Linked DNA regions of Sus scrofa: region 1 is linked to region 2. The links are chromatin contacts, called in public Hi-C maps. All regions are on one chromosome and are shown on one strand. The core of a region is the stretch at or near the end of the contact, and the rest is flanking DNA. Distances in the headings are between cores, read along the strand shown.

Region 1 (5,184 bases), core at 1,462-3,961, 320 kb before region 2:
CGCGGCATATGGAGGTTCCCAGGCTAGGGGTTGAATCGGAGCTGTAGCCTCCGGCCTACGCCAGAGCCACAGCAACGCGGGATCCGAGCCGCGTCTGCAACCTACACCACAGCTCACAGCAACGCCAGATCGTTAACCCACTGAGCAAGGGCAGGGACCGAACCCGCAACCTCATGGTTCCTAGTCGGATTCGTTAACCACTGCGCCACGATGGGAACTCCCAGAGATTTCTTTTTAACCCGACGCCATATGCAGTGAGTTGGTACCATGCCTTCCACACGTGATCACCATTTCCTCATGAACCTGTAAGAACATCCTTACAGACCCACTTTTTGCACACGTGTTACTATCCTCATATTATAGACTCCTGGAAGTCAGCTTCAGCCCTTATTTTTTGCCAAACAGTTCGTGGCTTCCAAACTAAAGCCTTGGAATTTATGCAGGAAAAACAAACCCGCTCTAACGCCTTGAAGACAGAGACAGTATCTGGCCCATCACTGTGGAATTTTTCTTTCTCTCTCTCTCTCTCTCTTTTTTTTTTTTTTAGTATGTGCCTGAGCATTATTATTGAATAAGCGGAGGCTTGAAACTGATTTTAGATATTTTTAGCAAAACATAGTTTTAAAAAATAATTGATTTAATAGAAAACAACGGCAAATGCATCACCCTTGTTTTATAATCAGTGTTTCCCTTTATCTGATCGTTGACTTTCTACTTTCTAGCCTTCCCTTCCCTTAAGTTTCTTTTAGATACTATATTTTACTCTCCCATAGTACTTCTTTGTTGAATTTTTTTTAAAATAAATGCATTGCCCAGTTCATTTCTAAAGAGAGCTTGGTCTTTCCAGAAGTTAATCTTTCATACAAATAAAAATAGAATATCATTTTTTCAAATGATTGTATTTCAGGGAAGAGAAAGCAGAGATGTCCTAATATTGCATTGGATACAGATACAGCACTTCACAAAAATCCTGTGAGCTCCCACAGGCTTTCAGAGTAATTGCAAGGAATAATTAAGACATCTGTCACACCCTAAAGAGAAAAGGATGCGTATGTGTAATAACTCAACGATTCGCCAGGAAATTGGCTATTCGAAGCACTGGTATAATTTTACAGAGTGAGTGTGTGGAGAACTCTGGTTGTATTCACACAAACCAGGCAGGCAGGTGAAACCAGAAAGATGGGAGATGGAGGTTTGGAAATACAGATTTATACTTTGTCAATCTTAGTAACACCTTACACTTGAAAAGTGCTTTTCTTCCTCCAGACGATTGTGTGTTTCCCACCCGCTGTTTCTTTTGTCTCTTTCTTTAGACCATCCGTTTTGTAAGAAACTCTTTGGGGGAATAACCTTCTCAGGCTCACCTAAGAAAGACTGAGTGTCAGTATTAGGCAAATTAAAGACCAAAGGAGGCAGCCAGGAAAGGAGAGGGGTTTTCTGGATCACATTCCATCAGATAACCTGCTGAAAGGTACTGTCTAAAGGAGAAAGAGAGTGGTTTGGAAGGATAACTGTAAAACCAAAAAAACAGGAGTCTTCTAGCCAAAGTTTTTGATTTCAGATTCTTCCCTGAGTATTCAAATATGAAGACTGAGTTGGTTTTTAAGGAAAAGTTGCTGAAAGTAGCATTTGTTTGGGCAATTCCTGTCTCCACCCGCGACTTGCATTCCTTCCTACCCTAAAAGGGGGCTCTGTAGTCATTTGGCGGGTGTCAGCTATTAATAGTAATAATAATAATAGCTACCACTTGTTTATTGCATGCAAATGATCTGGCCAGGCCTGTGCAAAGCGCAGTGCATGCATCAACTCCTTTATTAATATAAATCCCCTGGGAAGCATTCTTACTGCTCTCCTGTGCAAATGACCTGCCCAAGGTCACGGAGCTGGTGGGGGCAGAGCCCACATTCAGACGTGGGCTTTTCTAAAGCTCACCCTTGTGCTCCTGTGTTATTGCTGCTTCCTGTGCTTCTGGGAGCCATTTTCTTTGAGAGTAAGTAGAACAACTATAGCTCCATTTTGGTGACTCTGTTATTAATGTTTTCTGTGGAAACATCATTTTTATGTGTTGGGCTTACCCGAAATTCTGCTTACCTGAAATGACAACAAAGTGAAAGAAAGGAGAATCCATACATGACTTAAGCGAAGCTTGGACGTGAGTTTTCTGAATATGCTTGTCACAAAAATGAGCTTTGCCTTGGCTGTGTAATTTTGTCTGAGTTGTCCAGTTCGATTTCAGGGGAGTAGCTTGGTAAACCACAGAGGCTGGACTCAAAACCTCTGTTTATCCTGGAAGTTTCTAGCAGGTCTCGTTGCCTGGATTTATTGTCATGAGGGAGCTCTGGTAGACAGGTGGGCTACTGTACTCACATCCATTAAAATGTCATTCCACTTCTCCTTTTAAATCTCAACATCAGTTGGAATAAATCTCTATCAAAATACATTTGCATTCCTTGCAAAGAAATGTCAACTGACCACCAAACATTTCCGCTAGGATTTTGAACATCTAAGTGATATATTTTGGAGATGGTTCAGACATTCTTCAGTGTATCAAGCTGTAGGAATGCATGACGCAGTGAAAGAAATTAAAAATGATTTCATTCAGAGGCAAGGCTTAGATTTGCCACTAGATCCCAGCTCAGCGCTGCAGGCTAGACAGCCCTGAGGTGCTTCAACTTTGATTCTTATGAATAAAAATCAACTCTGTAAAGAAAGTTGCTCCATATCACACTGGGGAATCTCTGAAATTACTTAATAGTCTTCAGACTGCTCTTTAAAGTGCTAAATAGACTCTGAAAGGATTTTAACCTCTTTAAACAGAAACTCTGTTATTTTTGACAGCTGGAAAAAATAAGCTTCTGTGGTTATGGTCCTTTGACTGTAAAGGCCAGCATGAACTATTTTCATTTGTCCCTGAAAGAGGGCTCTGCCCAGAGGAAGGGGGGCGGGGATAGAAAGCAAGCAAAAGAGAGGGAGGAAGAGAGGACCGGAGGAGGGAAGGAGGGAGAGAGTCGTCAGTGACCGCAGTGATGGAAGAGACCTCAGATGAACTAGTCTAAACTCAGCAGTCGCCTTTGCATAAAGACAGTTTCTATGCCTCAAAATGAACAGCAGAGGAAAATCACAGCAAAGCTTGAGGTCGTCTCCTTTCTTTTTTTTAAAGGGTTTGAACCTCTTTGCCGTAATTTCTCTGGCAGCACGAGGGTCTGTTTTCAGGACGGTAGACTAGATCCACTGCTAATAAGAGAGCCTTCTGATTTGATCCCAATTCTCCTCCAAGGACTAGAAAGGAGAGGAAGAAGGAAGCTTATTTAAACCTTAAATCAACAGAGTACCTAATGATACCAAATAGACACAGTCAGAAGGAAGTTGAAAATCTCTCTCTCCGAGGGTGTAATGGGACTCCTGAGAGCCATTCAGGTTTTACTTAAAAACCATTTTGGTTTGTTGGTTGGTTGGTTTTTGCCATTGGACATTCATTCCCTAAAGACCAACTGCTGAGGACAGGACCCTGTCTGCTAAAGGACGCCGGGGAGCAAGTTTGAGCAGGAGAGACAGTTCAACACAGCCTGAATTCTGGAGACTGATGCAGGTCCCAAGTGGTAAGACTTTGGGGGTGAGAGCTGAAAGAGCTGGCGGTAGGGAGGAAAATGATAACGGAGAGAGTCCATTTCTCTTCCTAAATGTGCTCAGATGAGATGGGTCCTTGTCGAAGAATGCAGAAGACCTAGAGGAAGGAAAAAACTACCTTCCATCCGGATGGAATCACAACTGCACGTAGAGAACAGATCCCTTTGCCTTTGGGTTGAGCACCTTGGCGCCATTCACGGCAGTGACATCCTGAAGGAAAGTGCATGGAACTGCCAGACACCAAGAAGTCAAGCTAAAGAAAGACGTCTCCCATCCCTAACCAGTGGAGGAGTATGGCCCTGATAAGCATGTCCCACAGGCATCCCTCCTTGAGGTTTTCAGCCTCCACCTTATCCAAGTCCTTGTCATTTTTCCTAATTAGGTAGCTTCATAGTCGATGCTCAATAAATACTTGTTCAGCGAGTGGTACCTCCTCCCTCTAGGGGCAGTATGGGGAGGTGGTTAAGAGTATAGAACATGGACTCGTTGCCATAGTGTCCAGCATGGCTCCCCATCCTGCTACTTCCATGACCCGTGTTAGTTTCTTGGAGCTTCTATTTTCTTGCCATAAAATGAGAAAAAGAAAATTGCCCCTCTATCTTAAGGTTCTAGCATGATACATAAACGAACCAACGCATGTTATTTTCTCATTTAGCACAATTCCTGGCACTTAGCCCTCCACGAAAAGCCTTCATGCATAATAATTTTTGCTCTCTCTGCTAATATAAGTACCTGATCTCGGATTAGAGAGGCACATAATATTAATCAGTCAAAAAAGTATTAAGTGGCCTTTAATGTGTGTATTCTTAGTGCAGGTGTTCTAGCAGAACAGCCAAGATAAGAACAGTGGAAGCTGAAGTCTCCTCTTTGCCCCACAGAATTTAACCCCTGCTTCCTACAATCCCTTCCTCCATTGCTGGGAGGAGGAGGCCGTAACCATTGACTGACCATGTGAGGGTTAGACCTGAGTTCAAATTGTTAAGAATTCATCGGCAGATTTCTTAGGTCTTTTATCAGGCATCAAGCATAAAGCATTACTAAATCCGTGGCGAAAACTATAGATCTCAGTATTTGGGCTGCATTTGTCCATGGCCAGGTAGCTTAAAGCACTGATGCTCACTCTCTTGTGCCTCAGAATTCCCTGGAGGGCTTGTTAAAACACAGATTGGCTGGGTCCCACCCCCAGAGTTTTCAACTCAATAGATCTGGTGTAGCTCTCAAGAGTTTGTATTTCTATCCAGTACCCTAAGGATGCTGAAGCTGCTGGACCCCATACCACACTTTTAGAACCATTAGCTTAGATTACTGGTTTAAGGAGCCAAAGCTGTGACTTCAACCCCATTCAGCCCTGTCCCATTATTGGAAAATGTTCAGCTTAACCCATCTCTACTAGGGGGTAAAACCAACTACCACAAAAACACCTACCACTTAAGTGTTATAAATAGATAACTCCCAATGGTTTAAGTGTTCATTTATTTATTCATTCCTTCTATATGTTCAGCTACCTTCTGGTTCCAACATTAGTATTCATCATTTATTTATTCCCAAATTACTTAA
Region 2 (5,664 bases), core at 2,159-4,658:
GCCGAGCTGCTGGCGACTGTGTGCCCCCACGCTGCTGCACACACAGAACGCGAAGGTTCTGGGAAGCCTGTGTGCACACACACTCTTCTCGACTGGCATGGTGGTTGGTCGTTAACAGTCGTAATAGGTTAGCATGTCTGTTTGGGGTTAGTTCTGTTATTATTAAAGTCTTTATTATTACAGGCACTCTAAAGATTTTTGATTTTTGTTTAGCAGATTGGTTTTAAGTAATGTGGTTATTGATTTATAGTTTAAGGAAGTGTTTTGCCTGAGTCAAGAGTTGAGGGCATTTGCTCGGAGAGATTTCCCTGGCATGCCTGCATTTTTGTTGTGGGCCTGTAAGGAGAGTGGTTATAAATCCAAATGATACAGTTTTGCTTGTGCTAGTCAACTTTATGGTATGATTGTATATGATTCATTTTTTATTATACTCTTAACATTGCAGAAGACGGTAATTAGATGACAGCCACAGAGAGCCATGGAGAAGTCTTGATGAGCATTCGCATTAATTTAATATCAAGTTATGTTGGTGACTGTGGCCAGAGATTCACACACTCACTACACTGTATTGATTATGTGGTGTCTCTTTATTCACCAGCTGTTTCTTGAGGGCCTAACTGACCCTGTGCCAGAAACCCCTTGTAGACACTGGGGGGCAGCAGTGAGCCAGGCCCACAGGGTTTCTGCCCCAGGGATCTGCCTTTAAAGGAATGGCTCATGATTTTTCTAAGATTCGGGAGAATAGTGAAGCTGTCGTGACCCAGGTAGTCTAGTGCTAGGGCAGTTGGGCACAGGTCATGACTACGAGAATCTGTCCCAGAAGCTTCCCTGGAGGAAGCAGTCCTTCAGTTCTGCCTGGGAGGGTCTTCGTCCCCATCTGACGGCGCCGCAAGACTCCCTAGCCTAGGACATCCTTCCTGCATCTTCAGGCCTCCATCCTGTTCACCTTCCTGGGCAGCACTGAAGCTCTTTCTCCTAGGATTTCCCCACTGTGTCTTGTGTTGGGAGCTGATGACGACTGCCTTAGCCCACATGGTTGAGCGTTTCAGAGATAAAAGTTGAAACCAAACCGTCCCTCTCACACCGGAATTTCTAGTATATGCTGTTACCTCACAGGGAAAATAAGAGGGATGTACCCAAATCATGTTTCTAATCCAGAGACTGAGTTTAGGATTGGTCTTTTGGGGAAAGATTATTTATAGAAAAGTGGAGTTCCCCCATACTTAAAGATGTCACAGCCTAGGCAAATTTCTAAAATAATAATAATAATAAATAGTTCCCTGGTGGCCTAGGGATTAAGGATCTGGTATTTGTGGCACGGGTTTGATCCCTGGCTCAGGGAACTTGGGCATGCCGCAGGTGCAGCCAAAAAAAGGAAAAGTAACAATCACGTTGAAGTCTGATGGGGGACTTTGATTTTGCCAAATTAGGACATTAAAAAAAAAACAACCACCAAAACTCTGCTCTTGCCAGCCACACTTCCCTTTTATAAGAAAGGTATGTTGGCACAAAAAGTAGAAAGGACCTCAAATAAAGGACAGTCTTCATTCAAAATTGAAATTAATTCCTGTAGATTGATGTACTTTGTGTAGAGCTCCTTAAGTTGTTTTTCTCTTTCTCTTTCAGCTGTTGGCCAGTGAAGACAGTGTTGTCAGGGTTTGAGAACTGCTTTTCTGGAGTATGTGTTGTTAAAATGTTACCCAGGACACTGGCACTCAGTAAATATTTGTTGAATGAGTAAACGACTACACAGAAACCTGAATTATCAGCCACATATCCAAATATCATTTAATGTCTTGATGAACATAATCTTGAAATACTCTTTTGAGTATGTGTGTCCATAAATGTAGATTCAACACTGGCACTCTGCAGGTCACCGTATAATTGAACCATCTGCGTTAAGCAGACGGAGAAAGAGGGGGAGGTGGTCGTGACAGCTTTAAGGTTGTGACTTAGGACTAGAACTCGGGTCTCTGGAGTGTTCTATCATATCCTGCCCAGCCAGCCGGTAGCCGGCCCATGTGTTTATCCATTGTGATTGCAACAAAAGACTAAGAAATCAAGATAAAACACTTCTGTCCATTCTTTCTTTACCCTAAGCTTTGATCAGCAGTCTTATTTAGAAAAGTTTAATGTTAAAGAGCTAGTTTATTCAAAACTAAAGATAACCAGGAGTATGAGAATTTTCTTCTTCTGAGTGTAAAGAAGAGGAAGAAATGTTTCCTCCTCTTCTGAGCCTACAGGCCTCTGCTCTTTGAGGAAGTGGAGAGAAGGAAAGGAAAGTTGTGTGTGTGTGTGTGTGTGTGTGTGTGTGTTTAATTTAACGTTGACTGTGGTGGGAGTAGTTTGCATGTCTTTTTGTTTTCTTGTGTGGAATTAACTGACTTCTGTTAAAGTTGCTGGGACTAGTTAAAAACAGTTCCTATGCCTGCTGTGAAGGTGGAGGGTATTGGTTTTTGAGGTTAATTCTTCTCCCAGAGTGAACATTAGCTTCTGAATCAGCCTGCAGAGTTAAATCAAGTCATCCATTTTTCACCTAGCCCAAGCATAATGTGAAAGGTAGATTAAAAATGAGAGGATCAGTTTTCTTGAAGACTAAGACATGTTGAACCAGCTATGTTGAGGATTTTAAGTGTGTACATTCACAAAGTAGCTTTGTGTGTGTATTTCCTTATTTGTCGTTTGGGCAAGGAAGCCCTACCCTGATGCCTGTTGAAGGCAGAAGCAAACTGGGATTTGGGCCGTACAATAGGTTCAGAATATCCAGGGAACCGAAAAATATCAAGGTTCCCCTTGGCCAAGATGAGCAACCATTCTGAGGTATGTTTCTTGAATGGGGATTTTAGGAAAGGTTTCCAGTTTTTGGGTGCTTTTGTTGACCTGTGTGTGTGTAATCATCTTTTAGGCATTGTGTGCGTTTCCTTGTATGGAAGACAGTGTGAATCTCTGGCTTTGAAAATTTTACCTAAAGTGCTTTCGTTGTCACCTTATTTTTCACAGTTCTTTATAATCTAGATTTGTAGAGGCTGTTTGTAAGGATACACGTGCCTTTTAGTGGCAGTTAAAACAGACTGAGCTGAATTTAACAATTTCTGTCCTGAAACTTTACATTTCAGATTTAAGTCATTAAAGCACCATGTTTTAAGTTTCTTAACCAGCATGAATGTCTAGCATTTTGATAAGGGTACTGATTGGATAAGATGCTAATGATTTCATTAACAAGCATGTTTAACAGGATGCACTGTATTAGTTAAAAGTGAAGCCTCCCAATTAGGTCCCTTCTCTGCTCTCCGTGGGAAGGACCACGGGGCGTCAGCCACCAGCCACCCGCCTCTCTTTCTCTGACTGGAGCTGACCCGTTGCTATTTTTTTCCCTCTAGGTTTTGGAAATCCCTTGTCTCCAGGTTGCTGGAATTGACTTCTTGCTCAACTGAATCACTCACCCGATGGAGACAAAGAGAACTAATGCTTTGTGCTGACTCATCTCTGAATCAAAGCACCAGGGAGTCTGTCTGCCTCGTTTGTGGAAGGATCCAGTGATAGCCTCTATCACTGAGCTTCCTAAGACTTCTGAAGATAAGAAGTTGGAGGAATACACATTTTCTTTTGCATTTTTATAACAAATCTTTTGCTCTAGTTTTGAAGCCTCGGGCTGCCGGGTGCGTGCTGAGTGACAAGTCTTTACAAGTGGCCTTATTCCAACTCCAGAGATTCCTCAGCCGGATTCTTATTTTATATACAATCCTGAAGAGACAGGAAACATGCCAACGCAGTCCCTCTTGGTGTATATGGACGGACCAGAAGTTATTGGCAATTCTCTTGGCAGCCAGATGGAGATAGATGATGCCATGACAATAAAAGGGGCCACCACGGTTCCTTTCAGAGCCACGCAGGAGAAGAACGTGATCCCGATGGAAGGGTACATGCCCTTGGACTGCATGTTTTGCAGTCAGACCTTCACACGTTCGGAAGACCTCAATAAACACGTCTTGATGCAACATCGGCCCATCCTCTGTGAGCCCGCCGTCCTGCGAGTGGAAGCCGAGTACCTGAGTCCTCTTGACAAAGGTCAAGTGAGAGCGGAACCTCCAAAGGACAAGAATTGCAAGGAAAACGAAGAATTTAGCTGTGAAGTGTGTGGGCAGGCGTTCCGAGTCGCTTTCGACGTCGAGATCCACATGAAGAAACACAAGGACTCGTTCACTTACGGGTGTACCGTGTGCGGAAGGCGATTCAAGGAGCCGTGGTTTCTGAAGAATCACATGCGCACACACACTGGGAAGTCGGGGGCCAAGAGCCGGCTGCAGCAGGGCCTGGAGAGCCCGGCGACCATCAACGAGGTGGTGCAGGAGCACGCGGCCGAGAGCGTCTCATCTCCCTACAAGATCTGCATGGTTTGTGGCTTTCTGTTTCCAAATAAAGAAAGTCTCATTGATCACAGGAAGATGCACACCAAAGAAACGGCTTCCTCCGGCGGCGGCGGCGGCGGCGCGCAGGCGGAGTGTCGGCCGGAGGGCGCGCCGTCCCCGGGCCAGGAGTTGCTGCAGTTTTTAAACTTAAGACCCACGTCTCACCCCGAGGTCGCCAAGAAGCCGGCCAAATGGATCCCCCAGCTGGACCCGTTCACCACCTACCAGGCCTGGCAGCTGGCCACCCGGGGGAAGGTGGCCGTGTGCCGGGAAGTGAAGGAGCAGCCGGGCCAGGAAGGGAGCACGGACAACGACGAGTCCTGTTCAGACAAAGAAGAGCTGGGGGAGATTTGGAGCGGGAGTAAAAGCCATCCCGAAGCTTCTGCAAAGTCCAAGACGAGCAAAAGCGCTTGTCCAGGCCTCTCGCAAGATAAGGAGAAGCCTCGACACCCCACCGGTGAAGTGCCTTCCGCCGACGCCGACCCCAAGGTATCCACTAACAAGGAGAAGCCGACGCACTGCTCCGAGTGCGGCAAAGCTTTCCGAACCTACCACCAGCTGGTCCTGCACTCCCGGGTGCACAAGAAGGACAGGAGGGCGGACGCCGAGTCGCCGACCATGTCAGTGGACGGGAGGCAGCCGCCGACGTGTTCCCCCGACCCGCCCCCCAGCCTGGATGAGAATGGAGCCATGGATCGAGAGGGGGGCTCCGAGGACGGGTCCGAGGATGGGCTTCCAGAAGGGCTCCACCTGGGTAAGCTGCTGCGTGGCCGGGACCCGACCCCCCCCCCCCCAACAGTTGGCCCCCGGGTGCGCCGGCAGCTTAGGGGCGTGGAGAGCTGGCTTAGAGGCCTGGCTCTTTGGGGTTACCTTCTTGGAAATCGCTTAACCTCTTGGCCTTACTTTTCTCATTTCTGAAGCAATAGGCTTGAGTTAAAAGGTCTAGGGAAGTTTCTTCCTGTTCTAAAATGATGATTTCATATTTTGCAAAGTTCACAGGTGATCTCACCTTGTGCATCAGCCTAAAGCAGTGCTGCTTCATGGGGCGGTTTGGCCCCCAGCGGACACTGGCACTGTCTGGAGACTCTTTTGGTTGTCGACACTGTGTTGGTGTGTGTGCGCCACTGGCCCCGGTGGGTGGAGGCCAGGGATGTTGTTAAAGGTGCCCGTGTGCAGGGCAGACCCCCCAGCGGAGAACAGTCTGGCCCCAGGTGTCAGTAGTGGCAGGGTTGAGAGACCCTTGCCTTCCACTTCC

The links. A called contact is a pair of places that touch in the nucleus more often than the background predicts.
Region 1: a Hi-C map of embryonic fibroblasts shows a contact between it and region 2, with 2.3 times the contacts expected there. The contact joins two enhancer-like sites. A contact is called at or near these places in 5 of 47 Hi-C or Micro-C datasets (embryonic fibroblasts, omental adipose tissue, skeletal muscle and 1 more) and 2 of 2 datasets of contacts at active chromatin or transcription factors (alveolar macrophages and skeletal muscle).

What each region holds. Positions count from the first base shown.
Region 1 is chr17:54,935,243-54,940,426 of Sscrofa11.1, reverse strand. All of the region lies in intron 8 of BCAS1 (breast carcinoma amplified sequence 1), which reads left to right. Among named protein-coding and RNA genes, the nearest start is that of BCAS1, 91 kb to the left of the region's middle. Within about 2 kb of position 2,711, at least 11 of the 83 cell types and tissues checked have an H3K27ac peak or open chromatin away from gene starts, as enhancers often do. A contact at or near this core is called in embryonic fibroblasts, where this site is marked.
Region 2 is chr17:54,618,440-54,624,103 of Sscrofa11.1, reverse strand. ZNF217 (zinc finger protein 217) reads left to right here. Exons shown (of 6, transcript NM_001123217.1): 2 at 3,381-5,163. The coding sequence starts at 3,762. Among named protein-coding and RNA genes, the nearest start is that of ZNF217, 10 kb to the left of the region's middle. Within about 2 kb of position 3,408, at least 23 of the 83 cell types and tissues checked have an H3K27ac peak or open chromatin away from gene starts, as enhancers often do. A contact at or near this core is called in embryonic fibroblasts, where this site is marked.